Regions from separate parts of the Mus musculus genome. Here region 2 is linked to region 1. A link is a contact called in public ChIA-PET data. All regions are on one chromosome and are shown on one strand. Each heading gives the region's core, a stretch centred on a gene start, on an enhancer-like site or on the middle of the called end of the contact. The rest is flanking DNA. Distances are from core to core; before and after follow the strand shown.

The links. ChIA-PET counts read pairs in DNA pulled down with a chosen protein or histone mark.
Region 2: an RNA polymerase II ChIA-PET map of memory CD8 T cells shows a contact between it and region 1, with 26 read pairs. The contact joins two enhancer-like sites. A contact is called at or near these places in 5 of 484 Hi-C or Micro-C datasets (3T3-L1-derived adipocytes, CD4 T cells, the HPC-7 cell line and 2 more) and 1 of 115 datasets of contacts at active chromatin or transcription factors (memory CD8 T cells).

What each region holds. Positions count from the first base shown.
Region 1 is chr7:58,566,886-58,571,712 of GRCm38.p6, forward strand. No RefSeq gene overlaps it. Among named protein-coding and RNA genes, the nearest start is that of Atp10a, 89 kb to the right of the region's middle. Within about 2 kb of position 2,531, at least 22 of the 459 cell types and tissues checked have an H3K27ac peak or open chromatin away from gene starts, as enhancers often do. A contact at or near this core is called in memory CD8 T cells, where this site is marked.
Region 2 is chr7:58,757,218-58,762,044 of GRCm38.p6, forward strand. The region is part of intron 2 of Atp10a (ATPase, class V, type 10A); the gene reads left to right. Among named protein-coding and RNA genes, the nearest start is that of Gm39019, 29 kb to the left of the region's middle. Within about 2 kb of position 2,259, at least 17 of the 459 cell types and tissues checked have an H3K27ac peak or open chromatin away from gene starts, as enhancers often do. A contact at or near this core is called in memory CD8 T cells, where this site is marked.

The sequences.
Region 1 (4,827 bases), core at 1,281-3,780:
ATAGATAGATAGATGATAGATGGATGGATGGATGGATAGATAGATAGATAGATAGATAGATAGATAGATAGATAGATAGATAGATAGATGAAAACTTCTAACGGGCCATACTTAGAGTTTTAGAAGATAAGTTTATAAACATCATGGCAGGGAGCACGGCAGCAAGCAGGCAAGCAGGGCAATAGAAATGTAGTTGAGAGCTTGTATCTCATCCACAATGACAAGGCAAAAAGAGACCACACTAACTGGAAATGGCATGGGCTTCGGACACCTCAAAGTCCATCCCTAGTGACAAACTTTTCCAGAAGGTCACACTTCCTCCAACAAGGCTGTACCCTCTAATTCTTCCCAAACAGTTCCACCAACTCCAGACCAAGTGTTCAAGTACAGTGACTATCAGAATCATTCTCATGCAAACCTTCACACCTCCTGAGAATCCCCATGTAACTGACAATTTGATAAGCACAATACTATTCAAACAAATGTGCTTTGTCTTGAATAGTATCATAGAGTTAACATTAAGTAAAGCACTGATTTTCAGTATTAAATTGCTCCTATTTAGGTATTAAACATATTGTTTCCACTAGTGGGGCATTCGTACCATGAAGCAGGAACTGCCCTGGATGTAAGTCCTGAAGCACTGGCTTCTGTTTTCCTAATCCATCCATTGACTGTCTCATTTATTTATTGTTCACCCAAGACCAATGAGTCAGGTTTATATTTTAAATGTCTGCAGTGTGGCTGCTGTGAGGGATACAGGTAGGTTTGTAAAAGTTATAATACCATTCCAAAGATTATCACAGTTGCAGAATAGTCACAAAAAACTAACAAAACCCAGTACATTTACACAAGAACTGGACCCTGGGAAATCATACCCCAAATATGTCACTTTTACAGGCTGGGTTTTTTTTTGTTTTGTTTTGTTTTTTTGTTTGTTTGTTTGTTTGTTTTTTTAGTTAAAACCAAAACTGTCTCAGACTCAGTGTCTCTCTGGGTTTTATCCAAATCCTGCCTCCTACCTCTGTTTCCCTCCTATCTTAGCGACTGTCCCATAATAATTTGCTTAATTTGGGATTTACTTACAGTTTCTGAGGGTTAATCTAATGATAATCATGATGGGTAATATGGCAGGAACAGACAGGCAGGCATAGTGTTGAAGAAGTAGCTGAGAGCTCACGTCTGATAGGCAAATTACAGACAGAGAGAAAGTGATAAGGACTGGGCTTGGTGTAGACTTTTGAAACCTCAAAGCTGACCACCCTCCAACACATCTCAGAGACTTCCTCCAACAAGACTACACCTCCCAGTCCTTTCCCCACTGAGCATCCCACACCAAGCATTCAAACATATGAGTCTAGGAGGATTACTCTCATTCTACTCATGACACTCCTGAAACACAGAAGAGGACTTTAAAAGACTGTTTTAAACTTATTTTGGGAGTGCTGTGTGTGTGTGTGTGTGTGTGTGTGTGTGTGTGTGTGTGTGTGTGTGTGTGTGTGTCAGGCTTGGGGTGTCCATCTTTTCCTGTCTGAGCCATCTTGCCAGTTCAAGGAAGAGACAAGTTTCTTTTTGGAACTGAAGACTAGTTCCCCTATAAGATTAGCTCACAGTATAAACAACATCCCTCAGAGAGCCCAGACAAATGTTGACCTAAGCTACCCCCACCCTGAGGCTTTATGTATCTCCCAAAAATACTTTCTCTTTTTTGTTTGAAGCCTCACCGTCACCCATCTCCTAAGAGGATGCAATTTCTAAACTCTGGTGGGATGTTGGGAGAGTGAGGGCCTCATAACCCAGATACATTTCTCTGCTCACTACAACTCTAACACTCCAGCTGAAAACTGAGCCTCCAGAGGTGAGAAAGACAGTTTCTTGGGCCCCAAAGAGAAAGCTATGGGAAGTCAGAGGCATCCCTGAGTCAATCATAAGGGGTGGAAGACTGAGTCCCAGAGGACATTTTATAGAGAGATATCTGGAATGTAGTAAGGAACAATGAAAGTTAAAAAACAAAACAAAACAAAACATGAGAGGACAGGAAAGAACTCAGCTGAAGATAAACCAAGGCAGCACCTGAGGTGTGGCAATCATATCCACGGTGCTAGGCAGAGGAAGTTGGGGGAATGGGGGGGGGGGGGCAGGGGCAGGAAGCCAACAGCAAAAGTGCAGGCTGCTTCCTAGAGTGAGAGTGTCGGGTGTACTTTGCAACTGTTGTTCTAGGCTTGAGAAGCTCATTTCAGTACTCCTGACATTTTGGGTAAGATAATTTTTGTGAGGGCCACCTTGAAAATTGTAGGGTACCTAACAGAATTTTTGGATTTCACCCACAAGATTCCAGTAGTTAGAAAACACCAAGTCTCTCCTAAAGGGAAAAACCAGTACCCACTCAAAAATCATTCAAGCATTTTCCCAGTTCAGGTGGGATTGGTCAAAGACTGGGAAAGAGTCTGTGGAAGCCTCATGGGCAGGGTCTGTGTCAGGGTGAGACAGAAGTACCACCTGGAAGAATGTCTGAGACTAAATAACATGAAAGTGGGAGTGAGCAAGAGCCTACAATGCCAACAAGACATGGTGGCTGATATGTCATGTTAATGACAAGCTGGAGTCACTGAGCAACAAGGGGAAGTTCCACTGGCAAATGCCCCATTATAAGTATTTTTCAGTAAGGATGTAAGCATTTACTATGAGATTTCTTAACATGAAGCAGGAAAGATATTTTGCGTTTAGTCATAAAAACATCAACCTAAAGGGAAAGAGTTTGCTGACATTCACTGTCAGAGATTTCAGTCCGGGCTCACTTGACCCATTTAGCCTATGGTACAGTGGCAATCATGGCTGAAACTTTTGAGTAGAGGAAACTGCTCAGTTCATCAGACAGCAAAGAGACAGACAGAGGGCTTCACAGACCCAATATCTCCTTCAAAGGCATGTCCTACATCCTCACCTCAGTAGGTCTATCTTTTATAGATTTCACTAATTGACAGCAGGACTCAGAAGCTGATAATCATGCCTATAACGCATGGATATTTGGAGATATTTAAGATCCAAACTGTAATAACCCAATAGAAGCTAAATGCTTCTTTCTGGATATCATTTCTTTACAGGCAGTCAGTGAAGCTCTGACCTTACCTTGAGCCTCCTAGGGAAATGTTTTGGAAGAATCAACTGAGTAAGAAAGTAGGGATGTGGACTCAGAGAGCAAGGGAGCACAGGAGACTCACAAGAAATTAAAGTCAGAGGTCACAGAGAACAAGAGAGGCAGCTATCAGTGGAGTATCTAGAATAAATGTGGCCAACAGTCTGAGTGGGTAAGAAGATACAGGGAAGAGGAACTGGTGAGAAGGGTGGAGGAAGAGCAGGAAGAGTCCAATACATCCCAGCACCAAAGATATCTAAACTGCCTTGGGAATCAGATGCCTTTCTGTGTCAGCTAATGTCAGAACTGGTCTGCTTATCTTTCTACGTCACATGCAAATCTGTACTATCAGCTTCAATGTTCTTGGCAATTCCATTATCATTCTTCCACACGAAAGTGACAAGCCCCAGCATCACTTCACCTAATCCCTTTTTATCCTTTGATAGCTAATGTAAATATAGATATTGATGTAACAATTTAGTTTCCCAGAGTTCCAAAGTCAGTCAGTTCTTGTAGGTTGCCAAGGCCGCTCTCTATCCCCTTTGCCAATGTTTTCATTATATCAAATCTAAGTTATATTTCTGTCTTTCCAAAATCCCATTTTAATCATTCCATTCCCTTGCTCAGCAGCCATCTGTGAGTGTCATGGAAGCTCAGCCTCAAATCTTCCCTCCTTACCTTGTGATTTGATGCCCTCTTCTATGAGGTCTCATCTACAAATTCCCACAATAAACTTGTGATCCAACACCAGCTCAAATCCTGGATGTTCTACTCTCATTGTCTTTTCTCATGCTGCGTTTCCTGCTTGAAGGAGCACTGCTCCATCACCTGCCTGCCAACAGCATCACTTCCTTCAGGCATGATCCCCTTCTTTCCAGGGCCTCAGCTGCCTATGGCTTCTTTTTATCTCTACATCACAGTACATTATTATCTATATGTTTACTGTATCCTCCCAGGTGGCTATGGATATCCGAGGGATTGCATCAGTAAAGATCTGCATGTGGCCAATGCTTTTGTAAATGCAAGCTGAGAATGAAGTAAAAACCGACAAAGAAGCAATTTCAGTAGCATCCTGCTGTCTGATTTTTTTTTTTTTTTTACTTTTATGGGAAAATGGACACCAAGAGACACAAGTGCTAGTTGGAAATTATCCACTTTAATTAAAGAAAGATAGGGATGAGAACTTAAGGGAGGAGAGAGAATGAAAGAAGCTCTGGCTTTGTCTATTGTTTGAAAACTTGCTCTGAAAATGAGAAGACAGCAGGTAAAAACAAACAAACACCATTCAAAATTTTACTGATATTTCCAGAACTCACAGACAGAAGTTACAATATTATATAATAACTGAATGGTTGAATAAATAATAAATTTAGAAACTAGGGTGACAGTAGTTTGACAGTTAAAAGCACTTGCTATTCTTTCAGAGGACTTGAGTTCAGTTCCAAGCACCCACACAGCAGCTCAAAACAAACTGTAACTTAACTTCCCCGACACACTCTCTTTGTCTTTCCAGTCACCAAGTACATTTTTGTACACATACATAAAAGCAAGCAAACACTCATAAAAATAAAATCAAATGACTATTTTAAAAATGTTAACTTGTCTGTTTCCAGAGTTGATTTTATTATGAAATAATTGTTATGACAATTTCTGTTAATGTAAAATATATAGTGTGCTCTCTTTATCTTTATGAA
Region 2 (4,827 bases), core at 1,009-3,508, 190 kb after region 1:
CTTTAGTTTCTTATGTTTTTTTTTTTTCTTGCTTTGGTCTACATGTCTTGGTGGAGTTCATGTGATTGATGGCTGTAGGTTTGACAGGAGGGCTCCCCATTAGCTCTATGTTCAGCAGTACTCAAGCACCCCTTGTCTGTCTTGTGAGGATCAAGGCAGGACCACTCTCGTCCCATAGACAGTGAATGGATGTCTGGGAAGCATTGAGAGTGTAGGCTGAGTAGACTTGCTATCTGATTCTGGTCCCCTTGTAGCACAAAGAGGGTTCCTTCCATTTGTTCATTTTAATCCTCACAAGGGTTAGGAATTTCGCAAGAATGCCTGTGGCTGGCCAATTGAGCACTGTTTTAATCATCTTGTGCAGGAAAAGTTACTGAAGCCTGTTTGGCTCAAGTGCTGATCTTAGCAGTGTGTTTTCTGTAGGTGTGAGTGAAAGATGAGAGTGGCTGAAGGGTACATCAGCACCAGACAGCAGGGTTCTTCCACTTCCCAATGGGACACTGAAGGGAATGAGAGAGATAAGTAAGAGAAAGGAATGGTGACAGAGAGGGAATTAAAGTCTTGTTTGTCCCTAAGTGGGGCCAGTTACGTGGTCTATGTGGCCCAGTTGCCTTGTATGTCTACATCAGTTAAACAATATTGCCTGTGCTGTCCTCAGAATCAGAGACAGATTAAGGTACAGTTTGTCATAGCTGAATATCTTTCCTGAAAGTTCTACTGAAAACCTGCTCAACTTAATATGCTGGTGGTGTTTGGAGGTGAGGTCTCAGGGATGTAATCAGAATTAAATCCGGTCATAAAATAGAGCTTCCATATGATGTTTGTGGCATTATAAGAATAAGAAGATTGTCTTGGAACATTATGCCTCCTAGTATACTATGAAGGAACAAGGAGGTTCTTACTAGATGTGGGTTCTATGATGTTGGACTTTCCAGTTTCCTACCATGTCCCATGTTTTGCTATAGTAATTGAAAGGGACATAGCTTTTGTTCAGTGTAAAATTAGTACAGTTGTGAGTAGTTAGTTGTGAGTAGTTTGTTCTAAGGTCCTAGTGGGAAACAAGCAGAGGAAGATGAGGAGTTTATATGACTTGAGTGGGGGAGGGTTTGAGTCAATGAAAGGCAGATTGGAGCAACTCTTATAAAGAAGAACATTTAATTGGGACTGGCTTACAGTGTCAGGAGTTTAGTCCATTGTCATCATAGCAGGATGGATGGTAGCCTGCAGGCAGACATGAGCTAGATGATCAGAGAGTTCTACATCTTGATATGAAGGCAGCCAGGAAGAGATTGGGAGACTGTGTTCCACATTGGATAGATCTTGAGCACAGCAGACCTCACAGCGCCCCCTCACAGATGACTCATTTATTCCAACAATGCTACACAAACCCTAACAAGGCCACATCGCCTAGAAGTGCCACTCCCTATGGGCCAAGCATTCAAACACATGTGTCTGTTGGGGCCAAACCTATTCAAACCACCACACCCAGTGTGGGGAGGAATAAGGAAAGTTTGAGTGTCCTAAAAGTGAGTCCTGAGCTGAAGTGAAGGGAGTTGCCGCCAACTGGAACCTTGCTGTCATCTGGAGTTAATCAGCTTTGCCAGTTGCTAATACCCTGAACCTAATAAACAGATGCTATATTTATTAGCTGGAATAAAAAAAAAAAGGAAGCCCAGTTGCACTGACAGTCATTTCATTAAATTTACACAGCCAGGCTGTGAATGCTTTTAATCCAAGCACTTGAGAGGCAGAGGAAGGTGAATCCCTGAGTTTGAGCCCAGCTTAGTCTACAGAGTAAATTCCAAGACTACAGCCAATGCTACACAGCGAAACCCTCTTTTGAAAAAAGACAAAACAACAACAAAAATATTATATACACATGTATTTTAGATTTTGGAAAATTAAATCAGGACTCTAAGCAGGTAATGTTGCAAACTTTGTGAGTGTGTGGAGGTGGAAAGCAATTGTGTTCTTAAAATCACAGTCTCCATAAGAGGAAGCTAGCTTTCATTGATCAGACGACAGTGCTGCTCCTGTTAGCTAGCTTTTTTAGCTTCCTCTTAAAATTTTTCTCAAAAAATAAAGGGAAAACTAGTGTACCACCAAGGAAAAACACACATATGCGAACACACACACACACACACACACACACACACACACGTTGCCAATTTCAACTACTTGTCTTTATACTTGTTCTATTGAGGTGAGGTTGACACATTGCCTACTGTGCATAGTGAAAGTGTGCAGGTGCAGGAAAGAGCCCTGGCAAAAGTGAGAAACCCCACAACAGTCAGGCAACTGTCATACTAAAGCTGGGAGGCGCTTTCTGCACTTCTTCCTGTGTTCCCAAACTATTGATCTTTAAGTCACTTAAGACTGGGGTTTTCGAGAAAGTTGTATAAATGCACATTGTAAATTTTGGACCTGGCTTTTTTTCACTCAGTATGTATGTTTAGAAGTTGGGCTACATTGTGTGGATGAATAGTTTCTTCCTTTTTTTTTATAGCTAATAGTATTCAATATAATATAGCTATATATACTGTATTGACTTATTCAGCAGTTGATAGACATTTGAGGTAATAACAGTATGGGGTTAACAAAAAAGAAAAGAAGATGTGGACTAACTTGATCAGTTGGGAAATTTTCTAAAAGGGCTAAGCCATTTTGCAACCTACCAGCAGGGCACAAGTTTTCCATTTTCTCCTCACTCTCAGAGGCACTTGGCATTGAGGAACGGTCACCCAGTGCGCATGCTTGAATTGTGGTGTCATAAATAATGTATGATTTGCCACACTGTCACTTTAAATGTACACTTTAATGATAAACACTTCTTTCAGGTATTGTATAGTGTTAGCACATTTTGCCCCTAAAAATCTATCATATTTCAAACAGAAACTCATAAAAATACCAGGCAGGAGCTGTCATTTTCTCCATCTTCTAGCCCCTGGTCATCTACCTGCTTCTGTCTACACATTTGCCCTGTGTGATTCTGTGTTCAGCCTTTAACAACTTCCTGTTTATTCTCACTTGTGATGCCCAGAAGCTCCAATAGCTCCGCTTCCTTGCCAACACTGCCTTTACTCTTTTGGGAGATGTTTTCATAGATCAGAAATTTTACCAGTGATTTTTGTTTTCACAATGCTAGGTGCAACCAGTTGCCTTTTGCCTTTTTGCTCATTCTAGTTCTTTACCCTTGTTTTGTTTTTGCACTAGGTTTTATTATGCAGTTTGCAGTAGCCTGAAACTTACTGTTACCAGACTGATCTTGAGCTCACAACAATTCCCCTGCCTCATGAGTGCTCAGAGGTATAAGCCACACAGTTGGCTCATGTCCTTTTTGTTTTCGATTGTTACTTTTCTACTCTTCTATTAAATTCTTGTTGGACATATGATTACAATGTTCTGTGGGCTACCAGAAGATATTATTGTAAACAATTCTTTTCATTCTAATGACAACATCCCTTCATGTCCCCATGTTCCTACTATTTATAAAGTTCTTTTTACCCATTTGTCGCTTGTACATTTGCTCATATATTTTAAAGACCATCATTTTATACTTCAGGAATATTTGCCACATATTCAGCTAATAATTTAATGGTTTTAACTCATATTTATATCACTGACTGACACTGTATTATCTTTTATGTGTAGTGTCATATAGGCCTCCAAATACATTCATTTTTGTTTGTTTTCATGTGTAGTGTATGTGTATGTTCATGCTGGTGTGTGTGTCTGTGTGCACTAGAGGTAGACATGAGTGTCTTCCTAAATCACTATCTTATTATTTGAAACATCTCTCATTGAATCTAGGTCTCGCTAATGTGGCTAGACTGGCTGTCGAATTGGCAATGAATTCTGGGAGTCCACTTATTAGTGTTACTCCCAGCCCTTGTCTGACAGACATCAGATCTTTCCATGGGTGCCAGGAATCTGAAGTCCAATCTTCATGATTTTGTGGCAGGCAGTAACCAACTGAGCCATCTCCTTAGTTCTTTGCTTTCTTTTGTTTGAGACAGGGTCTCACTGTATAGCACTGGCTGACCCAGAACCCAATACATACCAGGATGGCCTTGAATTTATAGTGATCTGTGCCTCTGCCTCCTGAGTGCTGGGCAAATATTCCTGTATAAGTAGAAACTCAGTTGATCTGGCAATATTTGTTGAATACTTATTTTTCCCATTCACAGACATTATACCAATCTCAAATATCATTTGACTATGTATGTAAGGAGGTACTGATAATTGTTTTGGCTGTTCTGGCCTTAGGCAATAACACGCTGCTTTAATTACTGTAGTTCTTTGGATTAAATTTTGAAATCGACTTCTGTCTTCTTTCTGAGAATCATTTTGGCTGTTTCTGATCCCTGTAATTCTACATAAATATGAGAACTGGCTTTTCCATTTCTGGAAAAACAAAATAAATAAAAAAGCTCGCTGCCATCATGACAGGCTGCAGCACTGCGTTTGGAGATCTAGTTTAGTAATGCCTGAGTGACTTTTCTTGTTGTGATACAATACTCTGACAACTTGAGAGTGGGGATTTATTTTGGCTCACAATCCAAAGTACAGCCCATCATGACAAGGAAGGTCCTGGCAGCAGGAGCTTGAGGTAGCAGGTCACAGTGCATCTATAGTCACAAAGCAGAGAATGGTGGATGTCAATGCCCAGCGTACTTTCTTTTTTATCAAGCTGGAATCCAGCCTTTAGAATGCTGCTGCCTACATGTAGGATCTTCTCACCTCCATGATTTAATCTAGATAATCTCTTACTAGTTTGCCTCGAGGATTCAGGATAAATCTTGATGTTTATAGGTCCTATGGCATCAT